2 separate regions of the Mus musculus genome follow, and region 2 is linked to region 1. Evidence: chromatin contacts called from public HiChIP or PLAC-seq data. All regions are on one chromosome and are shown on one strand. Each heading gives the region's core, a stretch centred on a gene start, on an enhancer-like site or on the middle of the called end of the contact. The rest is flanking DNA. Distances are from core to core; before and after follow the strand shown.

Evidence for each region. HiChIP or PLAC-seq counts read pairs in DNA pulled down with a chosen protein or histone mark.
Region 2: a contact with region 1 is called in an H3K27ac HiChIP or PLAC-seq map of extraembryonic endoderm stem cells, with 9 times the contacts expected there. The contact joins the promoter of Ophn1 here to the promoter of Eda2r in region 1. A contact is called at or near these places in 1 of 39 promoter capture datasets (embryonic stem cells) and 4 of 115 datasets of contacts at active chromatin or transcription factors (astrocytes, embryonic stem cells, extraembryonic endoderm stem cells and 1 more).

Annotation. Positions count from the first base shown.
Region 1 is chrX:97,373,419-97,380,124 of GRCm38.p6, reverse strand. It overlaps Eda2r (ectodysplasin A2 receptor), which reads left to right and starts at 2,916. Exons shown (of 7, transcript NM_001161433.1): 1 at 2,916-3,024.
Region 2 is chrX:98,886,706-98,893,411 of GRCm38.p6, reverse strand. It overlaps Ophn1 (oligophrenin 1), which reads left to right and starts at 2,387. Exons shown (of 25, transcript NM_052976.4): 1 at 2,387-3,031; 2 at 3,158-3,330. The coding sequence starts at 3,177.

The sequences.
Region 1 (6,706 bases), core at 1,667-4,166:
AGAAATGAAGTGACCCAACTCAGTTTCCATTGCCCATGGGACTCAAATAGATTCCATATAGAGAAAATATTTGAGAGCTTTACTCTGACTCAGTGCCATACTCTACCTAGGGTACTTGGAGCTAGTACTGAGGAAAAGCTCTTTCACTTGAGTCCAAAATGCAGGGGCAATTCCATTAGCTTATATTAGGGTATTCTTGGTACTCTTTCTGAAAACATTTGAATGGGGAACTAGAAGAAGTGATGTAGTCATAATAATGACTGGGAATAGGGCCATGATGTTGGCTGTTGAAGAAATGTTTAAGCTGTAAAACCACAAGTCCAAAGATGAGTTCTTAGCATTCCAAGTATTAGGAGAAATAAACCAAAGATACTAAAATGTTGAGCATATTGATAAAATGCAATAGTAGATTAGATCAGAGATATATGGTAGGTGATGGTTCTCAGATGGGAGTTGAGTAAATTATAAAGTATTATAAATCACAATCAATACATGTGGCTTTTTACTATGAATAAGCACACTAACAGAATGGTTGAATTTACTAATATTTTAAAAGGGCCAATCTGGCTGCTATGCTGATAAATGACTAGAATTGGGAAATTACAAAAAGAAGGAGAACACATAGCTACAGTTGAAGTAATGGTTCTGAATTATGAAATTTAGAATGAATTTTAGAGACAGAAAATGCTAGTGAAATATATGCGAGGTTATAAAAAAAGTAAGGATTATTCTGTTATTTCTGATCTCATAAGTTGTTAGAATACATACATTAATTGATAAAATGTGTTAAAGAATGGTTGTCAAGTTCTCGGTGAAGATCAACAATTATTCTACTATTAGACAAATTATGGGATGGGGCAGAGTTGCTTAGAGATATTTTCCAAATAATATGACAATAACTTAAAGACTGAAGTTTTTTTTTTTTTTTTTTGTTTTTTGCAACCTTCCTTTCATGTTTCTTCCAGACATCATGGAGTACTAGGATTCACTTTGGCAAAAAATTTGTATAGTAAATCTTACCTCAAAAGATGGTTGTTAGTGACCAAATAGCACAAATTACATGATTGATTTGTTTTAATTTAAATCTGAAGTGTCTCCCAAGGGCCCATTTGCCCACAGCTTGGACAGTAACCCATGGTGCTACTAGAGCTTTTAAGAAGTGAGGTCTAGTGGGAACTATATTGGTAAGTGGGACTCTACCTTTTGAAAAAGAGAGTGAGACCCATATCATTTGAAAGGTTTCTCTTTTGAATTCTGGCCATTATGTAAATAGCTTTGTGCCACTGACTTATAATAAGCTAAATTACCACAGACCAAACAACAACAACAAAACAGGGGCAACCATCCATGGACTGAAAGCTCCAATACTATGAGTCCAAGCAAGCCTGTCTTTTTCACAAGTTGATCATTGTATAGAATCTGGGTAACAGAGATGAGCAGCTGATGTTGCTTTTGTCTACCATCTAGACTTTTGTTGTAAAATTCATTGTCTGAAACTCAGATGCAACTATATCAAATGGGAATGCTGATAGAAAACCAGTCTCAGCCTTACATTGGTGATACTAACTTTGAATCTGTGTGTTATCAGAAACACTATGTGACTATATGTGTACATTGGCATGTGAGAAGCACCACTTTTAGAATTTCAAGACCATCAAGGCTAAAAACCTTTTAAAATTTCAAATACAGAAAGCAAGACTGAGAGACATCATATGAGGTCGAGTATCCTAATCCTCAAACCAGCATTCTTTTTACTACAATGGAGTCTCAAATCTCAGTTAGCTTAGACATTCTTGTTTGTAGAAGATAGAGGAAAATCAGAGAGCTCCTGTTTTAGAAAAAAATGCCATCTCTGGGAGAAGAGGCAGATTCTTCTTCTATTAGTCACCCCTTGTCCCTACTCAGGACAAAATTAGCTATGTAGGTTAGGAATTTTCAGTTTATTCTCAGAGATAATGTCAGATGACCCCAAAGTATATGAATGTATGTATGTATTCATGTATGTATGTATGAATATTTGTATGCATGTATGTATTTATATTCAAAATACACATGTATATCACTAAATTCTACTCATTATTCTAATCCAATTCTGCTGTTTTCCTCCAAAGGTTTTCAGCCTTTGAGACTTGATTCTTAATTCCTGTTCATGCACTGCTCAGGCCAGATGAGGTTCCAGAGTTTTCTCAAGGCACATTGTTTGGTTCTCTCCTCTACACCTTGTCTCAAGCTTCCATTTCTTCCTATTTACAATGTGTTCCAGGACATCCCCCACTTCTGTCTGTCAAGTGAGACTTTAAGAAAGTGTCATTGTTGGAAGAGCATATATATATAGTGTCTGTATGTGTGTACCATAATAGGTATGTGTAGCAAGAGACCCAGAGACCCAACCGAAGTCAAAGGATGGCTTAAATTCAGAGTGAAGTATAGGATTCAGTTTTTCTTCATTTTTAGTAGTCTTTCCCAAGCTTCATATTTTCTGTTAAAACTCTTAAACTTCTGAAGGTATTAATATAAAAATGCAAAGCCAGAGCCAGAAAGTAGCTTCTCCTCGTGTCTGAGAATCCTTACTTTTTCAACTTTTGGCTTTCTCTGGAACCCCAAGCCTGCTAAATCATGTACATGAACTTTAAAAACTTAAAAAAAAAAAAAAAAGCTGCATTTTGCTAGCTGCCTCCTCCCTTCCTCCCCACAGATTAGGCTAGATCTAACTTTGGGCCCTTCCCTCCCTAGACCCAGCTTCAGTTCCTGGAGCTTTAGTAACTATTGCCAGACTTGTGACTTGGCCGGTGTTTACCCGCCAGACTCACACTGTCCTTTCAGGGGCGGGGTTTATTTGCATAACCACTCCCAGACTTATAAAATGGTCCAATAGCTGTCCTGCATTCCTTACAGGGGAGGGGACGGGGATAGGCATAACATGAAAGAAATAGAGGATGGATTTGATCTGTTGTTGCTACACGTGGAAGTGAAATGACTCCAGCAGAACCTTGGTTGCAACGGATTCCACCTATTGTGAGAGCGGTATGCCATCTGGGGGCTGAGGGGCGGCTGTTGGGCTGGGTGTCTGCTCTGTACTCGAATGCTTTTGTTCAAAGAATCCCATTGTAAGATCCATCCATTTGATCTTGACAGAGTAAGTGTGGGAACATCCTTCGTGTGGTAAATCACTTGGAACCTGTGGCACCTAGGGACGGAAATAGAGGACCAGAGAACTATATCAGATGTCCCTCTAAGAGTGCTACAAAGTCAGCATGACTTGTGGGGGGAGAAGGGATTCTGTGGCTCTCAGTCATTCTATCCGTTTGTGCCCTGACAGCATTCTCCTAGATGTCAGAAACGCTGTTATCCCTACAGCTTTGAGTAGTCAGTTCCTGCCTGTGCAGGTTCGAACTGGGGCCAGATGGCCGCTGGGAATATGCCCGGACTTGTCCAACAACCCTGTGCATCTGGGATCCAGAGATAAGGAAGAGAAGGAGCCTGGGAGTTAGCTCTTGGAGAGGAGGAGGGAACAGATTGGACAAGCAGAGCATCCTGTGGAAAGCTGAACTAGCCCACCCACGTGGTGCCTGGGCAAGTCCGGGCCTGTGTAAAAAGCAATTTGGCACTGTGTATGGGGGCTTTCAGTCCAGCCTCGTCACCAGTGCGACTGAGTTTCATTTGATCACTTGCTGCTGGAAGCCGAGCCCGGGACAGTGATATTTTGATCCGGCCTCACCCCAAACACTGGCCAAGGCCCAGACAGCTGCAAGAACTGGCAGGGTGAAAGGAGAAGGGACCTGCCAGAGACTAGGCTGGGAAAACAGGCTGTAAGATCTCATTTTGACAGGTTTTGGCAGCGCTGGCCAATTTCATCTAGGGCAGTAAGAGGTAGTAAATTGTGGAACTCGCTGTCCAGGTAAAGTTTCTGTCCCCCTTGACTCACCATACCTTTCATCCAACCTATGATGCATACTGAATATTTGCCCTCTATCACCAAGTTTGAAGTACTAAGCCATATAGAGGCTGTTCTCCCTGGAGCCTTAAGAGACTCATCCTGAGTGTAGGACGACAACCAATACTGCACAAGATGAGCTTTAAACATACAAGCAAAACTCTCTGAAGTTGTCATTGTAAGGACCATATCAACTAGAGCTAGAGAAAGACAGATATGGGTTTGCTTGTTTTTGTCTGTTTGCTTGCTTGTTTGTATGTTTTTGGACACCTTTTGAGTGTTTGATTTTTCACCAGAGGTACTGAGGGAAGATTTGTCTCAGGTTTCTTTGGGACCTGATACAATCCCATGTAGATAAGGCTGGATTGAATGATACTTATTAGCTGAGGAGGATTTTAATTTCCGACCTCCCTGCCTCTAACTCCTAATGCTTTACATATAGGTCTGTGTTCATTATGCCCAGCTGACTGTGGTTCAATCCTAACACCTTTGCCTGCTAGAGAGCAAAAGTATTTCTATTCAGATCTCATTCCACCATATAGTGACTGTGTGACCTTGGAGAAAAGGAATATTTCTCCCTCTCTGAGCTTCATTTTACTACAAGCAGCAGTTGAGTTAATAATAGTACCAACATCATCGAGTTATTGTGAGAATGAACTGAAATAATCCATGTAAAATACTTGAACACGCTTAGCACAGTGCAAAATAAGCACTCAATAAATGTTAGCCGTGATTATTTAAGATAGATTATGTAGCACAGATAGGATTTCAACAGGTGGAATAAGGAGAGAAGACATTTTAAATAGAGAAAACATAGGTAATGGCCTGACAGCAAGGAACTCAGAGCACAGAGCCTGAGAAAGGAGCAATAGTTATATTGGATGTTTTAGTATAATTAGGGAAAAGTACAAGTTAGATTGATGAGAAAAAAACACAAGACTGGATGCTTGAGGTTCTGTTTATTAGACAGAATCATAGAGCTGCTGTGAGTTTCTTTTTCCCCATTCATTCATTCATTCACTTTACATCCCAATTGCTGCTGAATTGAAGAAAAAGTCAGATCTATACTTCAGGTAAATGTGAATAAACTGGGCTTGAGTAGGAAAAATGCAAAGTGGACAAATCAAAAGTACACAAAGCCCTGGACCTGACGTGGTGGCTATGAGAAGAGAAAGGAGACAACGTAATGTGTAGATCAAGTCATATAAACTTTGTTCAGAAATTGGAAGTTGATGATTTGCATGGAGTTTAAGAATGGAAAGATGGAGGGTCTCTCTAAGGGTTAGGTTATACTTTGAAAGAGCTCCTAATTTTATCCCTTCTCTCTGGGTAGAGTTAAAGACAGATGTTTTTAAATCTTGGGTAGACTTACCTGCTGTTTGGAATCCTAAATGCATTGTGTGCTCAGCATTTTCTTGCTGCATTAGTATTCACTGGTTGTATACAACAAAGAGATGTTTCTTCTGTCCACCTATGGAATCATGAGTAAGCCTGGAAATTAAAATTTCCTCATGCTTCTGTTTTCCTGAAAAATGGGAAATAACTCCCACTTATTGAAAGGATTAAAAATGGTAATCCCTGTAAAAGACCTAGCCCAATGCTTGATGAATACCAGGCTTTTGTGAGTCATATGTTTCTTTTTACAACAACTGACTTCACCTTTAAACATCCATCTCATCTCTGACTGTACATTTCTAGAGGAAAAGTCTTCATTGTTCTCTGAAAGAACCCATCATCTGGGGTGGGCAGGTGGGGGAATCCTGGCCTGTTGGAAGTTCTTTCCTTTGTCTGGCTGCATTCATTATGTCTCTGACTTGTATTCAGATGTTCTAATAGAGTTTGCTGGGGTTACTTACAGCAACTGGCCTCTCCTTTCTAAAAGTTCAGAGATCTGGAAATAAGAGACCAAATTTCCTTCACATTTTGTTCTCTGGTAAAAGAGCTGGTTTCTTCCATTTCTTGGCTGGCTTGATATTAAATAAATGTGAGTCTGAGGTTTTGAATTATACAAAAGTTAAGTGGTAATACCTTCAGAGAGATGGCAGTCACTGCAAAAAAAAAAAAAAAAAAAAAAAAACAAAACACCAAAACAAAACAAAAAACAAAAACAAAACCCATGATGGGATAATGTGACAAGATTCTTTATAATGTATTATTTCCTTCAATTGTTTAATTGCACCATTTCTTCGTAGAGAGTGTATAAAGAAAATGAAACCTACTCAAGATTGTTTGGTCTGTATGTGTCTGAGTCATAACTTTAAGCCACATTTTTCATCTAATTCACTTTTTTTCTTCATTTTCTACAGCTGTTTGTATATAAAATGATGGCCAGGTAGGCTAATTCTGACACTAGAGAGGAAGATAATCATTTAATTGTCCTGTACCAGTTATTATGTCTTTGAAATCTTTCAGTAAGAGAAACCAGGGAGAAAAATAACTAGACCCAAGAGAAAAACAAAGAGTAACTCCGTGTAAAAACCTCCGCAAGGCCATATAGCCTTTCTTTACATAGATGGCTGCCTGATCTATTCCCTGCAGTGAAGTCCTTATTCAGAGCTGAAGCCTGTGAACCAGAGGCTAGTTTTTCACCGTTTCCTTTAGAAAACGGGCTCCACCTGTATATTCTCCCCTAAGGTTCTTAATGGGAAGAGTACTGGCCAGTTTTATCATCATTCTTTACACTAGACAGACTCTTAACAAATAAATATGAGAGATGCAAGGATCGCTCTAGTCTGCCTTAGATTAGAATTAACTATATATATATATATATAT
Region 2 (6,706 bases), core at 1,138-3,637, 1.5 Mb before region 1:
CCACCACCCTTTGCTCTCGCAGACCTACTTCTCTGGGATTTGACCCTTCCTTCATTTTCTTCCTTCCTTCATTTCCTTCCTTCCTTCATTTCCTTCCTTCCTTCCTTCCTTCCTTCCTTCCTTTCTTTCTTTCTTTCTTTCTTTCTTTCTTTCTTTCTTTCTTTCTTTCTTTCTTTCTTTCCTTCTTTCTTTCTTTCTTCCTCTCCACTGTAACATTCATTTTTTAAATTTTTTATTAGATATTTTCTTCATTTACATTTCAAATGCTATCCCTCCCTGGATTCCTCATTCTGCTTTATGTTAGTGATTGTGAACATCATTTCTAGAAAAACGGCCAGACAAGGTAATTCTAGAATTGTCACTTAATTAGCTGTGTGTTCTGGGGCAAATCAACTTCTCTTTAACCTAATTTCTCCAACCTTAAATGGGTATAAGGATCCCAACCCTATGAGGCTGTTTTGAAGACTTGTGAGGTGTGTCATTGTCATTGCTGTTTAATTTCTTGTATCCCCTGGCTGGACTAGATATGTAGAGCAGTCTGACCTTAAACTCAAAGATCAGCCTGCTTCTGTCTCTTGAATTCTTGGATTAAAGGGGTGCACTATCACGTCCAGACACATGTATGATGGTTTATATGATTTATATCAATTTATTGGAAGGTAAACAAATGGCCCTTCAGGATATTTAAATCCCTAGAACCTGTGACTATATTGTCTTAAATGACAAGGACTATGTAGATGTGGTTAAATTAAGAATCATGTGATAAAATGATTATCCTGGCTTATCCTATGAATCTAATGTAATTCTAAGAGTCCAGAAAAGGAGCAGGGAAGGCAAAAGAGTCAGGGTAACATTAAAGTGGCATGAGAAAAGACCTGGTAAACCATTGTTGACTTCAAAGATTGACAAAAGCTTTGAGGGCAGCTTTTAGAAGCTACAGAAAGCAAGGAAATGGATTTTTACTTGGAGTCCAGAAGAACATAGACATTCTGACATCTTGACTTTAGCTTAGTGGTGTTCATTTCCAGTGTTCACTCCCACAATTTAAAATAATACATTTGTGTTAATTTAAGCCACCCAGAGCAGGGCGGTGGTGGTGCACGCCTTTAATCCCAGCACTTGGGAGGCAGAGGCAGGTGGATTTCTAAGTTTGAGGCCAGTCTGGTCTACAAAGTGAGTTCCAGGACAGCTAGGCTATACAGAGAAACCCTGTCTCAAAAAAAAAAAAAAAAAAAGTAAAAACACAGCAATTTTGGCCGGGCAGTGGTGGCGCATGCCTTTAACTCCAGCACTTGGGAGGCAGAGGCAGGTGGATTTCTAAGTTTGAGGCCAGTCTGGTCAACAAAGTGAGTTCCAGGACAGCCAGGACTATACAGAGAAACCCTGTCTCAAAAAAAAAAAAAAAAATTACAAACACAGCAATTTTGGCCAGGCAGTGTTGGCACATGCCTTTAATCCCAACACTTAGGAGGCAGAGGCAGGCGGATTTCTGAGTTTGAGGCCAGCCTGGACACTACCGAGTGAGTTCCAGGACAGCCAGGGCTACACAGAGAAACCCTGTCTGAGAAAACCAAAAAAAAAAAAAAAAAAAAAAGCCACCCAGTTGGAGGTAATCAATCAGTTACAGAAGCAACCAGACATCAACACAGGTAGCTTAGCTATTATTACTGTATTTCCCATTTTTTCTTCTTGCTTTTACTGATATAATTTAATGTAAACACTGCTGCAAATATAGTTTGCCTAACTGCAGCCACTCTTAATTTGAGAGCTGTCTTTATAAGCAGTCCAGGTTCTCCTACAATAGACAATGAACAAAAGGCCTTTTGGATAAACAGAAAGACAATTTATAGTAACTTCATTTTAGGTTCTCCATTAACAGACAGCAAATCACATGCTGTAGTTATTAGCCTGACCATTGATTTGGGTCACAGAAACCACTCTGTGAGGCCCTCCCTACTCAGGAACATGTTCAAATCCACCCTCTGTTTCTTCACCAGAGGTTTCTGGGCCTAGAAGAGATGCTACAGTAGGCACCAAACCCCGTGAAAATTAGTGTCTTGTACTAGGAGACACAGAAAAAGGAGGAAAAGAGTTGGTGGGTCAGAGGAAGGGTGAAAGAGGAAAGAAAAAAAAGAGGACTATCCAACCGAGCACTCGTGAGAGACAGCCTCCCATTATCCATCCTTTTGGGTTTTGCTACATTTATGGAAACTTTGCACGCATCCTCGGGGGCCTGGGCGGTACACCTGCCTCTCTAGGATTGTTGTGCCTGGGGCCGGCTTAGGGAAGTAGAACTAGGAGAGCGGCCACCCTGGAGGGTTGGTGGGAGACCGCAGGGTGGAGTCATGGGACGAGAGAACGGAAAGACTACATATCCCAGGCCGCCACGCTTTCCAGATGGAGTCCTAGGGCGCTGACTGCTCCCCAGTTTCCGTAGGGAAGCGCCGGGCTACCACAGCTATTGTGCGTAGCGTTGTCGCCCTCCTCTTCCCGCTGCCTGCTGCTGTGTTGTTGGAGGAAAGCAACGTTTCCTTGCCGCCGGGCTTAACTCTCTAAGTGCCAAACCCCACATCACGATGGCTCCCGGGAACCAGTAGGCGGTCTCTGCAGCTTCCGAGTTGTGGGCGACGAGCCCTGAAGACCCGAGGAAGACATCCAAAGGGATCCTGTGCTCTCGTTCGGTCTTGGGGTTAGGGCTCGGCCAGCGTGAAAAGGTGGCATTGGCTTTAAGAAGGGGGAGGGGAGGCACAGTCTGCCTCTCTTGGGGAGCCGGGGAAGGAAGCCTTAGGCTGGCTTGGGAGCGCAAAGAGGCGGCCCCCGCGCCCGTGCTCTCCCCGCCTCTACCCTGGGACGCCCGGGACACAGCGTTGTGCTTTGGGGAGACGATGACCAGGGGGCGTGCTGCTCCCTAGGCTGCACCCTGCCGGCGTCAGAAGACGTTGGTAAGCACTCCTGGTCACCCGCAGCCACCACCGGACTACGCGCTCCAGCTACACACCAGCGGGCGCTCCCAAGAGTTTCATTGGAACAGGTACCTGCCTTCCAAAGGGAGTGAGGCTAAGAGTCGCTAGAAGTGGCTCCTGAACACAAGCCACTGACTGGGTCTATTCTGCCGATTATGCCACTGATGCTCTCGCTCTTTGTCTCTAATCCCTAGCCCCTCCGCTATCCTAATCATGGGGCATCCCCCGCTGGAGTTCAGCGACTGCTACCTCGACAGCCCCGATTTCCGCCAGAGGCTCAAGTATTATGAAGAGGAGCTGGAGAGGACCAATAAATTCATCAAAGACGTGATCAAAGACGGCAGCGCGCTTATCAGCGCTATGAGAAGTAAGTGGAAGGCTTCCATGAGCTGTTTGTCTGAGTAGGTGGTTCTGGCCTTTAAACCTTTCCATACCACGGCAGGCGGGGGGAGGGGGGGTGGCTAGGAAGATCTGCAGTGACTTTCAACCCAGATCTCTGGGTCTGATGGGTTTCTGAACATTTGACAGAGGGGTCTGTAGAAGTGGAAAGTGGTGAAGACAAGTAGAACTCTGGGGCCTTTCCCTTTGGTGGCTCTGACCTTGTAAGACTTAATCTGCAGCTGAGACAGAGACCCTCTAGCTTTGGATTCACTCTTTCTTAGTAGATTCTTATTGAGACAGCCTGCCCAACCTGTCGGACACGGGCAACATTGCAGTGCAATGCAAGCTGACTTCCATGCTTACCAAGGAACTACCCCACCACCCCCTAAAGAATTGGGAATGTAAGGCTTTAGCTCCAGTATAATGATGTTTGTCCTAGGCTCCGGTTATTGAAGAAAAGTGTGGGGCAGTAAAAATGTACCCTTCCCCAATCATTTTCTAATGATCGTTGATTGGCTTTACCTACTACTGAATTCTGTCTCAGCGTGGAACAAAGACCTGTCTAGTTAGTTCATGGTCCAGGGGGCCCAGATCCCCTGGGTCTAAAATGCAGGACCTAGGGTGTGGAGTTGCAGCCAGGAAAGGACTTTACCTAGCTTTGCTTTTTCCGTGGTCAGAGCTTCCTTTTTATTTCTGCTAGTTGTCAGGAGGCTCAAAGAAAAAGAATAGTGAACATCCCCAATGAGAAAGAGAATAAGCAAGCCAACCCTCTGTGCCAAAATATATATGCAAAAGAATGGAGGGTAACGATTAAGTAGAGCGAGGATTAATTAAGTGTTCTCTCCTTGGCTGAAATGAAAGATAATTGTGAAAGGTAAAGTCACAGTGCGAAGGAGTCTCTGTCTGTTTTGAACTTTGTTTTGAGTGGATTTACCCTCACCTCATCCCAAGTCTAGGTTGAGTGGTCCCTTGTGCTAGGCTGCTACAGCCAAGCAAGAGTGGAGGGAGACTTAGAAGCGTTGGTGTTTCGAGCCAGTACTCCTCGCCGGACAGCTCTAGTTCATGGTTGTCTAATTCACTGTCATCTGGCCACTTTTGGTCAGAATCCATAAACTGTTCAAGTTCCTTCGAGTTCTTCAACTGAGTTGGATCATTTAATGCTTTCTTGTCTTGCCACCTGGTCAAGAGTACATGTCCACTAACACCTCGAAGATGGGCTATTTAAAATGCTAATCCTCGCAGACTTGTAGGCTAGGTTTTTGGGTGTGTCTCCTCTTAATAGGGTTCATTGAGAGGTTGAGGATCTGGAGGTTGTGCCACAGAAATAGAAACTTGAGGAATCTGTGAACGGAAAGGGGCAACTGTTTGGGTTGTGATCCCTTGTAACTGCAAACTGCTCATAGTATTCGCCAGCAGTGAGAGCTCATTACAGGTGTGCTATTTCGCTAGGAGGTGCTTCTGTGATATGGATGGCAAGGCGAAATTATGCTTAAAATGGCCAGCTAAGGCATATCCAGGTGATTAAATTGTATAAGAAAACATTCAGTTCAAAAAAACAGTTTTGGGAAAGGCAAAATGCATGCACCCCTCCCCAAGTGATGGGAACTTAATTCAGGTCTTTGCATATGCTAGCTATACATACAGGTCTTGTTTTTTTTTTTTTTTTTGGAGACAGGGTCTTAATGTGAAGATTGGGCTAGCCTTGAACTGCTGCTCTTTCTGCTTTCACTTCCCAAGTGATCTTTTACAAGCATGCTGGTAGAGCAAAGGTTTTGTAAATTAAGAGGCAAGTAATGGATTGTCTTCTTTCTCTGTTTTCTGAGACTACAAGTCGAAAGACTTAGCAATCAGGCTCAAACCTTTGAACATGGGCTGCAAGTCTGACAGCTCTTAGGATAGGGGATTCTTTGAAATTTGCGGTGATTTTTTTATTTCAGGGCCAATGTATCTCATAATAGGATGGAGAGGTATTGAAAGCCCCATGACTAACCCTTGCCTCATTGCTTTTCTTTAAGCTACACAGGTTCTAAACACTTGAGTAGCTAGATGCAGAGATGGAATGCTTCCTACTAATTTTACCACAGTAATATTTGTCCCTCACATTCTGCTTCTTTCCACTGTGACTTTTTTCAGGGCAGGTGGGTGGGTACAAAACACAGGTGTGCTCCTCCTGAGTGAAGGAAAGAAGAAATCATCACACTGGGATTGGATTTAAAGACCTGGATTCCAGTTATGGCTTTCCCATTTTGAGATCTGGCACAAACAATTTCAATCATGAAATGTAATTCAAAAATTAAGAAAAAAATATCTTTGAGAGAGAAATGTTAAACTGTCCCAATTTGGTAAATACTGATAGTTTTTATGGTAATATACAATAATAGATTTGTACAATATGAAATTGGTGGTGGGCTCGGCATGTGGGCTAGGCCCATGTAAGGCCCTATATTCCATCCACAGTACTGGAATTTAAAAAATTGCTATATTAATGGTGGTAATTATACCTTACAGGGTCATTGTGAAGCTCAAGAGAATTAATTCTAAAAGAATTTTGTAAAATGGAAATGCCTAAAAAAGTATGTTGTTGAAAAGAGATACATAAGTATAAGTAGTTGGAAACAGCCTTTTTCCTTGTTGCCTGGCTGGAAAAGTTCACTCACCTGGGCACACTTTAGCAATAAGATTTGTATTCATGCTCATGGATCCATCTTAGGCTCTGGAACCTGGCAATAAAAGGCAGGGCAATGATTGACAATGAATTTGGGTGTCAAATCAAATGGCTAGCATTCCTGCAAAATCTGAGACATGGCACACTGAGCTGCAACACTCAGTAATTTCTCTTGAAGTTGTTAACCCAGGTGAAACTTGATGCCAATACTTTGTCCCACTGTGCTTTTGCATAGAGCTCTGGATAAGGCTTAAAGCAATAAACATGTGTGTCCATTAGTGCATGAAATGTGGTCCTGTTTGAACACTGTGCTGGTTCCTTGTTTTTCCCTTCCCTTCCCTTCCCTTCCCTTCCCTTCCCTTCCCTTCCCTTCCCTTCCCTTCCCTTCCCTTCCCTTCCCTTCCCTTCCCTTCCCTTCCCTCTTTTCTCTTTTCTTTTCTTTTCTTTTCTTTTCTTTTCTTTTCTTTTCTTTTCTTTTCTTTTCTTCTTTTTGTCAATTTGACACAGCAAGAATTGTGTGGGAAGAGGGAAAACCAATTGAGGGATTGCCTCCATCAGACTGTGTGTAGGAGGTCTATGGTAATATTTTCTTGGTTGATATATAGGAGGCCCCAGCCTAAGTGCCACTTCTGGGTGGTTGGTACTGGTGGAGAAAAAAAAAAGCAGCCTTCATTATCCTTTGCTTCAGTGCCTGCCC